2 separate regions of the Sus scrofa genome follow, and region 2 is linked to region 1. Evidence: chromatin contacts called from public Hi-C data. All regions are on one chromosome and are shown on one strand. Each heading gives the region's core, a stretch centred on a gene start, on an enhancer-like site or on the middle of the called end of the contact. The rest is flanking DNA. Distances are from core to core; before and after follow the strand shown.

Evidence for each region. A called contact is a pair of places that touch in the nucleus more often than the background predicts.
Region 2: a Hi-C map of embryonic fibroblasts shows a contact between it and region 1, with 1.4 times the contacts expected there. The contact joins the promoter of C1H15orf41 here to the promoter of MEIS2 in region 1. A contact is called at or near these places in 2 of 47 Hi-C or Micro-C datasets (embryonic fibroblasts and heart right ventricle).

The regions. Positions count from the first base shown.
Region 1 is chr1:134,011,739-134,017,065 of Sscrofa11.1, forward strand. MEIS2 (homeobox protein Meis2) reads left to right here and starts at 1,904. Exons shown (of 13, transcript XM_021098059.1): 1 at 1,904-2,999; 2 at 4,261-4,493. The coding sequence starts at 2,988. It overlaps LOC110259520, which reads left to right and starts at 383. Exons shown (of 3, transcript XM_021084938.1): 1 at 383-473; 2 at 552-642; 3 at 1,857-2,902. The coding sequence starts at 383. The coding sequence ends at 2,094.
Region 2 is chr1:134,536,570-134,541,456 of Sscrofa11.1, forward strand. C1H15orf41 reads right to left here and starts at 2,305. Exons shown (of 9, transcript XM_021098122.1): 1 at 1,773-2,305. The region is part of intron 1 of LOC110261472 (a long non-coding RNA gene); the gene reads left to right.

The DNA of each region.
Region 1 (5,327 bases), core at 654-3,153:
GGCTCATTTAATCAAACTGTTTAATTGCTCTGGTAATCACTATCATCATCACAGGTGCTCAATCATTCATCATTTTTGGAGGGCTTTATTGACCTCCGGAGCTCATTCCCCAGCCCTATTAAAACCGGGCCAAATTTCTCCTACTCCGCTTGGAGTCTCTGTAGGCTGCAACCTAAGCCCAGTTGAGAGTTGCCCAAAAGCTTACAGTGAAGGGGGGGGGGACGGGCAAACAAACAAACAAACAAACCTGTCTGCCTACTCTCTCTCCTACCCCCCCCACCCCCAGACACTACATTATTCTCCTTGCGCCCTCGCTCCACCATCTCCCGGGAAGTCGGGTCAAAGCCCGGCGCAGAGGAGACGCTACTTTTTACTCTCCAGAATGGGTTCAAAGTTGGAAAAGGGGGCGGCTGCTGAGGAACAGTCTGCTTTCAATTCTCTGGGCCGGTGGCCCTTAGCCAGGGCGAGCGCAAGTTGCTGGGAGAGGGCACGCTCCCAGCTCTGGGCCGGCTGCTAGGCTGCCCAGAGCCTGGGGGCCTCGGGGTCTGCAGCGCCGCGCGCGCTGGGAGACCTTAGCTCCGCCCCTAGCTCCGGGCTCGGAGTGATTGACGCGCCGCTGCCGGGATACTCCGTCGCACGGAGGTGAGGCTGGTTGCAGCTCCAGCCACGGATTCCGCGAGACACTAGCTAAAACTACTTTCTATACAAATGATGAGGGGTAGTTACCTTCCTCCCCCCCACTCTCCTGCTTTTCATTTTTGGAAAACTTCATTCGGAGTCGGTCCCATCTTCTTGATCCCGCGAAACTGTCCGGTGTAATTAACAGTGCCGTTAGCCCGCGACACGGCGCCCTGGCCTCTGTGCTCCAGGCGACCACAACAAAGCTGGGCAGGGAGTGCCGGCCAGTCCTCGCCAGGCACCACTCTCTCTCTCTTCCTCTCCAGTGCTTCCCAGCTCTAAGTGGGATCCACTTCGGAGGCGCACACAAGTCGTGCACGCGCGTACACACACACACACACACACACACACACACACTCCCTTTGGCAACATCAGAGAACATCAAACACCCAAATGACTCCCACCCCACTTCCTCCCTCCTGATTCCACCGCGGCCCCCAAAGACTCTCCAGGGTGGCCCCTTGTCCGCACAGCTTGGAGCGTGTGCTCTTTGAGTTAAGCTGGTCTCTTCTCCTCTGGGGCAGGGAGTGGGGGGGATGGAATGTAGACAACAAGCGTCCTGGATCTGCACAGGAAAGAAAGTACCACTTAAAAACAAAACTCTAGTCGGACGGTGGTACTGTCTGCAGATTCTGCAGTCCCTGGGTGAAAGCAAAAAAAAGAAAGATTTAAAAAAGAGAAAAGAAAAAGAAGCCTTCGGGGCACGAAAGTCCGCTGGCAGAGGCGTAGGGGCTCGCGGAATTAAAAGGAACAAAAGCAAGAGCGCCATGCCAAACGTCCCCGTCACGACCCCGTTAGGCAGGAGCCGGGAGTGATGGGGAGATGACCTAGAAGTAAGTTTAAAAAAAAAAATAAAAAATCTGAGGCTGTACCGTACTTTCCCTGTGGTTTTCTGCAGTTTTCCTCTCTGCGCTCTCCCTGTCCTCTTCATTCTCATTCTCTCTCTCCCCCCTTCTCTCCCTCCTTCTGTTCTCACGTGCGCGCGCGCGCACACACAGGCACGCGCGCGCGCGAACACACACACACACACACACACACACACACACACACTCTCTCACTCCTCTTCCTCCCTCCTTCCCCCCGCCTCCCCCCGCGCCGTCCCCGCGGAGGAGCAGCCTCGCTGATTTGCTCGGGTCTACCAGGTTCCTGCCTCCCCTCCCCCTCCCGCCCCCCCCCAGTCTCTCCCGCCCCCCAACCGGGGCAGTCCGATCGCACTCGCTGCATATCAGAGGCTCCGCGCGGCGCGCTCCTCCTCGCTCCCGCTCCCCACTCCCGGGATGTGTCTCCGCCGTACGACGGGCTATGGCCACCACGACTTCCGGGTTCCGTCATTTCGTTCTCCCGCCGCCGACCCGCGCCGCCAAACTGAGGCTCTTCTATAAGCCAGGCAGCAGCCAACCTGCCAACACCTACTGACACTCACTCATCTCCCAGAGAGAGAAAGAGAGCGCGAGAGAGCGAGCGCGAGAGAGCGAGCGCGAGTGAGAGCGAGCGAGCGAGAAAGAGAGAGAGGGAGAGACAAAATACCTACCAGGAAAGGGGGGGAGGAAGTCCAATTTTTGCAAACTATTCATTTTTTTCTTGATTTTTCCCCCCTTGCTTTCTTTGAACGATACTTTAAAGAGAGAGGATCATATTATATATACAGCGGGGGCAAAGCTAAACGAGGGGGAGGGGGGAGGAAAAAATTCAAGAAGCAGAAACCCCTCGCGGAGTTTACTGGAAGAAAAAAAACGGGTCTGAAAGATTCCTCCTCTTCATCATCATCAACCATCATTCATTCACTACCTTGACATTCCGGGCTTTGATTGACAGCTGGAGTGGCAAAAAGCCATGAAACACGACAGTTCGGTTACATGTGGGCTGCTGACGGGCCGCTCGTAACCTTCAGTTCGGGGGCTTGACAATTTTTTTTTATTCTTTTTCTTCTTTTTCTTTTTCTTTTTTTTTTTTTTTTTCCAACTGAGGGGAAGAGAAGAGAAAGAGGGGGAAAGGAGGACCGAAGAGGAGGAGGAGGAGGAGGGGAGGGGGGAGGAGGAGGTGGAGGAGGAGGAGGAAGATCAGGAGGAGGAGGAAGAAGAGGAAAAAAGAGAAAAAGAAGAAATATCACAGGAAAAAAAAAACTTCGTTGTGTTGCCTGGGCTTTTTTTTTTTTCTTTCCCTAAAAATAACATATTGGAGAATTGGGAGAAGTCTCCTTGGTTTGGAAAAAAAAAAAAAAAAAGGAATCTTCAGCCTAGATCACTTTCTTATCCGGACTGGGATATTAAATATACGACACATCCAGGAGTTTATTGGAGCGCAGACTGATGGCGCAAAGGGTAGGTTTAAATCTCCAACACTTACCTAGATATAAATCCTCTCCTAAGAGGGGCCTGTCCCGCTGCCTCCTCTCCCTTCAACGCTGCTGCTGCTGCTCGCTGCTTGATGATGGCGGCCAGTATTTAAAAAAATAGCAGCAAAATTATTCATCGGCTTCTTTCCCCCCCGTGCCTCTGCGTGTGTGCGAGTGTGTGTGCGTGCGTGTGTGCGTGTCTGGGCGCGCGTGTTTCAGCGCTGTGCGAGCGGGCGGGCGGCGAGTGCGTGTGAGTGGTGTGTGTGTGTGTGTGTGTGCGAGTGCAATTGTTACACGCTTTCGCCTCGCTCCAGCTTTTACCCCAGCAGCGCGATTCCCCCGGTTCTCCTGCTGCCGCCGCTGCCGCTGCTGCGCCGCTGCCGCCGCTGCTCCCGCGGCTCCGGGCGGGCACCGGCTGCGTAGGAGCCGCCGCCGGGGCCGCCGCTGGGGCCGCGCTGCCGCAGCCGCTGCGCCGCCGCCTAGACTAGCCTGGGCTGCTTGTTTTGTCTCTGAAATTGACAAGGACGCAGGGAATCCGCTGCTAAATAATGTTTCTGGTAACTTTCACGTTATTCCCCTCCCACCCCCTCCCACCCTCCGCTCCCTGCCCCCGGGGAGGCACTGGCCCCAGTCTTCCCTCGTCCTCGGCGTTCTCTTCCTGATTATTAGCGTTTTTCTTCTCTTTATTTTGTTTCATTTCGCCTTTTGATTTATTGGATCCTCTGGAGGAGGCGAAGGGGGGTTAGGGGTGGGATCCGGGGCTTCCTCCTCACACTAACTCCACTTCTCCCTCGGTTGGCTCGCTACGGTTCTGCTGCCTCTGGCCGGAGCGGGACCTCCCGGCGCCGGCTCAGCCCCCGGCCTCACCGCCCCCTCTCCCGGCTCTAAACGCTGCTCTCGGTTCATAATTTTTCATTTTTTTTTTTAAATTTAAGAACACCCCCCATCCCCAACTTTCAACTCCGTTGTTTCGGCTGGTTTGGTTTCTTGTATGTTCAACTTGTGCTCGGTACTCTTCTCCTTTCTGACTTTGTTTTTATTTTTATTCTCCTCTCTCTTCCTCTCCCGTCCCCCTCCCCCCGCCTCCTCCTCCTCCCTTCTTTCCTTCCCTTTCTCCCTGTCTCTCATTCTATTCCTTCCTCACTTCTCTCCTCGCTCTCTTCTCCCTACTTCTTTTCCTGTCTCCCCTCGTCTCCTGGTTCTCGATCACCTCCTTCGCCCCCCGCCCCTTTGCCGGGTTCTGCCAGTACGATGAGCTGCCCCATTACGGCGGGATGGACGGAGTAGGGGTGCCTGCTTCCATGTACGGAGACCCGCACGCTCCGCGGCCGATCCCGCCGGTTCACCACTTGAACCACGGACCGCCGCTCCACGCCACGCAGCACTACGGCGCGCACGCCCCGCACCCCAATGTCATGCCGGCCAGCATGGGATCCGCTGTCAACGATGCCTTGAAGCGGGACAAGGACGCGATCTATGGGTAAACCAACCCCCACCCCTCCTGGCCCAGCATACCGTGTGTGAGGGTGTGTGCGAGTACGTGTTTGTCTCTGTGGGGGATGAGAAGGGTGGACGACCAAGTGGGGAGTTGTTTCTCCTTAGGGTAGGGGGGCGGAACCGCTTGCCTGAAGAAAGGACAGCGAAGGGGGCCTGCTTTTCTACCTCTTTAATGTAAGTCCGGGGGCGAGTGGGCTTCTTTCAACCCCACGGCCCCGTCACTCCGGACCCTACAGCGGGGAGTGACTGAGTCCTCAGAATCTTGCCAGGGCCTTCTCCCCAAGGACGGGATTCCTGGCCAAAGGACGCAGAGCTGGTCCTTTCAGCCTCCATAACAGAGGCCTTGACGAAGGAGAAAGTTTCTTGCTGCTGAGGAGCAACTTTTTTCTCTTTTCTGTTTCCTACCGAGAGCCTGGGAATCACTAAATGCTGCTTGAGCTAGGATCAGGGCTGCTTCTGTCGGCCAGGAAGTCCTAATCACCCTCTTCTTAATTCTCTGTAAATAAAGGGGGCAGACCTTGAAGTGCAGCGGGGTGGAAGGGACTGCTGCTTGCAGAGAGCCGCTCTTAGGGAAGTTGGGGAGACGGCTGGGAATTATTTTAAATGCTGAGAGAACTCGGGGAGGGATGGGGGTGCATGGGCGAAACATATCCCACTCCAGCTCTGCCAGCTGAGGGTAGGTGGGGAAGGCTGCGGGATGCCAGAGGGGAGGGGACAACAGCAACTGTGCCTGAAGCCAGAGGCCGCAAGCATCCCAAGTGTAGCTAAACCGCCCGGAGGAACACAAAGGGCAGACGCGCACGCACACTTCCAAGTT
Region 2 (4,887 bases), core at 1,055-3,554, 530 kb after region 1:
TAGTTCCCCCGCTAGGGGTCAAATCGGAGCTGCAGCTTCCGGCCTATGCTACAGCTGTGTTTGCTACCTACACCACAGCTCACAACAACACTGGATCTTTTAACCCACTGAGCAAGGCCAGGGATCAAACCCACATCCTCATGGATACTAGTTGGGTTCTTAACCCACTGAGCCACAATGGGAACTCCAACATTCTATACTTTTAACACAGCACAAAGACAATAACTTGTTGCCCGAGACTGGTCTCTGTGTAACGTCAGGGCCTCGGTTTGTACACCTTTAAAATGAAATCTACAGCATATAGTTTCTAAAGTTCCTTTTTTAAAAGTTGGATAATCCCTGGGAGTTCTCTTTGTGGCTCAGTGGCTAACAATCCCAACTAGGATCCATGAGAATGCGGGTTCAATCCCTGGCCTCGCTCAGGGGGTTAAGGATCTGGCCTTGCCATTAACAGTAGTGTAGGTGGAAGAAGTGGCTCAGATCCCGAGTTGCTGTGGCTGTGGTGTAGGCTGGCAGCTACAGCTCCCATTCAACCCCTAGCCTGGGAACTTCCATATGCCGCAGATTAGGCCTTAAAAAGGGGGGGGGGGGGGCCCGCAAAAAACAAACAAACAAAAAAAGTTGGATAATCCTAAAATTACTGGGGAAAAAAGCCATTTTGGGGGGGAGTAGTATGAAATACACCTGGAATGTGTATACATATGGCTGTCCAGAAGACCAATCTTGACCCAAGAGCTTAATCCCTAGGGTAACAGCCTCTGGGACAGGCCTGGAACACTTGAGGTAACCTAATTGCAGTAGAGAAACATAGTTGACAATAAGAGGCCTGTGAGGTAACCTAATTGCAGTAGAGAAACATAGTTGACAATAAGAAGCCTGTGCTCCCTTGTTTGTTTCCAGGGGCCAATTGAAAAGTGTCTTCCATTTGAGTCAACAATTCATACTTTCACCTTGAGAGGGCCGTGCCACCTAGCATCCATTCCTAGTACCTGTCAATTAACCACTAGACATTTATGGAGCACATACTATGTGCGCTCATACCTAGCACAAACCCGGTTTTCAATAAACATATGTTATCTAGACTTAACTGCAAGGCCTTGGGAAGCGGCCTGGGATTCATTCATTAAAACTCTCCTGAGAAAGGCAGGCGAAAGAAGAAACGTTTTCACCATCCCTGATCTCCTAACACTTGACACTCGTGTTGCTCCCCACTCATGTGCGACACGTGGTTTCCAAGCACTGGCTGGGCTGCCAGACACAGCTGCTGCAGGCAAAGGGCTGTCTGAGAGGGGCGATGGGCACTTACCTGGGAAACCTCTGCTTCAGCTTCCTCAGGCTCTGCCTGGTAGGCGGCACAGACACTAAGCACTGGGCTATCTCGTCGTACTGGGCTTTGGTCAGTATCATATTGGGCCAGGGACTGGGAAATGGTAGGAAAAATGAAAGAAGCACCCTGGGCTCGAGCAGCCTTGGTGTCGGGATACGAGGCTGGGCACACTGCGGCAAGGCGCCGGGTACTCGACTTCCGGGGCTTGCCCCTAACCCCTCGCACCCGCCCCCCCGGCAGCACACCCTAGCCTTCACCCAGCAGCTCCGCGGCGGGAGGCGGGCTGTAGAACAACTGCCCGTCTTTGGCTTTCTGAGCAGCCGCAGTGGGCCCGGCTGAAGGCACGGGCCGCCATGTCAGTTAAGGGCAAGCCAACCAGGAAGTAACAGCCGCAGGCAGAGGTAGCGCCTAATTCTCTAAGGGCCGGTCCCTGAGCGGTGCTCACCTGGGATTAACCTGGGATTCTCGTGGAGCTCACACCTTCCCTGTTGCCAGAAGGCAGGGAGCCCTGGCTCATCGACCGGATAGCAGGGCACACACGTACCCGCGATTCTTAAGCCTGAGCCCGGGAAAGCCACAGCCAGGGCGCGCGATTTGAACACGCTTCCAAACGCGCCGTTTTCCTGCAGCACCAATCGGAGGCTGGCTTTATAAAGATTTACGCCTTCTCTCTGGTAAAGTCTCTGCGCTCTGCGAGTCCGAGCGGAGGAACTGTAAAACCCAAACCCCTTTAGGATCGCTGGATACAGACCGCCTGGCTTGCATTGAGGGGAGTTCGACTACTTCTGCAGACAGTAATGGCCACTTTGGCAAACAGACTAGAAAACAAAACTCACATCATCAGACTGCCCGCGGCAAAGAATATCACCCTCACTCCTCAAGGTTAGGTGCTCAAGTAAATCATTTCTTACTCTTCTTTGAATCCCTAGCTCTCAGAAAATAGTAGGCGTTCAATAAATGTTTGGAGAAAAAAGTCAGTGGACGAATTAATCTGTTTCTGTACCTGCTGTGAGCGGATCGCACATCCCCCGAGGCCATTGATTAGGATATCAGACCCTCCCCTAATCCTTTCAAAAACTTTTTGGTTCTCAGAAGCCCACGTGTTGTATTTCTTTTCAAGTTTTAACATTTTGAGCAATGAAGGGAAAAAAGCGTTTAGATTTTAAAGAATGTGTAAATGGTTAATTTTTTTTTTTTTTAAGTATGTAATAAGGCCTGGGTTGGAAGTTTAACTTAGACATGCCTCCTTGGATAAATTTCTTAATCCATCGAAGCCTCAGTTCCTTTGTCTGTAAAGTTGATTTTTAATTCATGGGGTTATTTATAAGATTAAATAGAATAGTACAAGGAATAGATTCCTTAGCTTAGTATCCAGCAGATAGTTTATGGAAGATAAATAACCTGTGTAAGACTACTTAATAGTGATAGGTCATGGCATTTATCAGGTGTCATTTGTTCCCTACACATTCACTCCTTTGATCCATATAATTTCCTATGAGGCAGGTACTATTGCTATTATCCTTCTCTTCCTCCCTTTTGTGCAGGATGAATAAACTGAGGCATGAAAAGGTTAAGTCATGACCTTCCCAGAGGTCATGAGAACAAGTAAGCAACAGGGGTAGTTTAAACTCCTGAAATTTGGTTCCAGGGTCTGTGCTCTTGCCAACTCTGGTAATGTTTAATTACTACACACACCCGCCAAAAGAAAAATCAAAAAATCACACTCTCTTAGGCCAAAGGTTCAGGATTTTTTTTTTGAAAGAGAACAATTTATATTTCAAAGAATCTTTCAGTGCAGCTTTTTAAAAAGTTTCACCACTTTATTTTCTCAGGCGTCTCGAAGTCCAGTATCAACAGTGGATCCTGAATCCAGCAACCTTAGAGTCTTTCGACTATTTACATCAGAATGTTCTTCCCATATGCTTTGCATCTAACCCTGGTTGTGTGACATTAGTACATAACTATTTATTTATGGCAGCATGGCCTGGAGTTGCCACCTGGCTAGTTTGTTGCTGACCCTGCCATGACTCTTACATGAAAGCCAGCTGACGATAAGCAGACTCCACTTGATCCCCCATTCCTTTCTCCTTCCCCACTTCACTCTTTTCAATTCACAGCCAACGGGATTTTTATAGAAAACATCAGTTCAAGGATGTTTGCACTAGTTATTTTTTATAGTAACTCTTCTCTCTGGCTCTTGTCCTGCATTCACCCTCACAACCCTAAAGGAAAAGGCCAGGTTTGTTTTTCTGTTTTTATTTTTAACATGCTGGCAGTTTACAATTTTGACCCCAATCCAGTAGATTGTTTAGAGTTAGCACCAGGGGAAAAGCACAGTTATGTTGCTGTTTTCATTGGCAGTGACAATAGTGTTGTTTATTAAGCACAAAATAGAAGCAAAGCAGAAATGTGGTGGTGCTGCTGTTTAGGTATTTCTTATTTTCCTCTAACGTGTCATGCTTAGAGTAAGCCAATTATTTCTAAGGCACCCTTTCTCCCTCTCTTAACCTCCTCCATCCTGCCCCATGTCTTGAATCCCACTCTGTGCCCCTCATCTTCTCTGACTCCATGGCTGGAATCTCCCCACAGTTTCTCAGTCTGTCAGCAACACCAACCATTTTCTACAAAGGGAAGTAGGGTCATGAAATGAAAACAATACCAAATGAAAACGCTGAAGAACTGGCTACCTGTTTAAAATCAGCTGTATGTTGTGTGGCCTTGAGCGAGTGACAGCCTCTCTGATCCTGAAGGTCCTCAGTGTAACCCCAAGAAATGGAGCTTTGTAATTCCGATAGAAAGATTACAAATATGAAAAAAAGTGTAGGAAATCATAGCAAGGAAACGTGTCAAAATGCGCCTTGGTGCAGCTCCCAGGAAGAAGCTACAGCCCTGAAAGATGTCTTGAGTGAGTTGCTTGGCCAGGTTTCTTTCTGCCAATTTGGGACCATGTGAATAATGAACAATTTTAAAGGAATGTGGGGTTTGCCAGGGAGGTGTCAGAAGGTCATTTCAAGAGTGCTAAACACAATAGACTAAAAATAAGAATGAGCCAAGTCACGCGCATGGGAAAGTTATTCTGGCTGGAGCAAAGAGTTCTAGGCAGAGTGCAAAGGAGAAGAAGATGCTTCACCTTGGAAAGAGTCAGTCAGGTTTTTAAACAGTCTGTTCGTTGAATCTGCCAAATTCAATGCCTTTTTTTTTTTTTTTTTTTTTTTTTTTGCTTTTTAAGGCCACACCCGAAGCATACGGATGTTCAGGCTAGGGGCTGAATCTGAGATACAGCTGTCAGCCTACACCACAGCCACAACAACGCCAGATCTGAGCCATGTCTGCAACCTACACCACAGCTCACAGCAATGCTGGATCCTTAACCTGCTGAGCAAGGCCAGGGATTGAACCTACATCCTCATGGATACTAGTCCGGTTTGTAACCTGCTGAGCTACAACAGGAATTTCCTCAATGCATGTTTTTTTTTTAAACAAATACTGACATATTATCTTTTTTATATTTTAAAATTGTATTCTGTCCATAGAGTCTTGTTAAAGTCATCTCAGTGCTT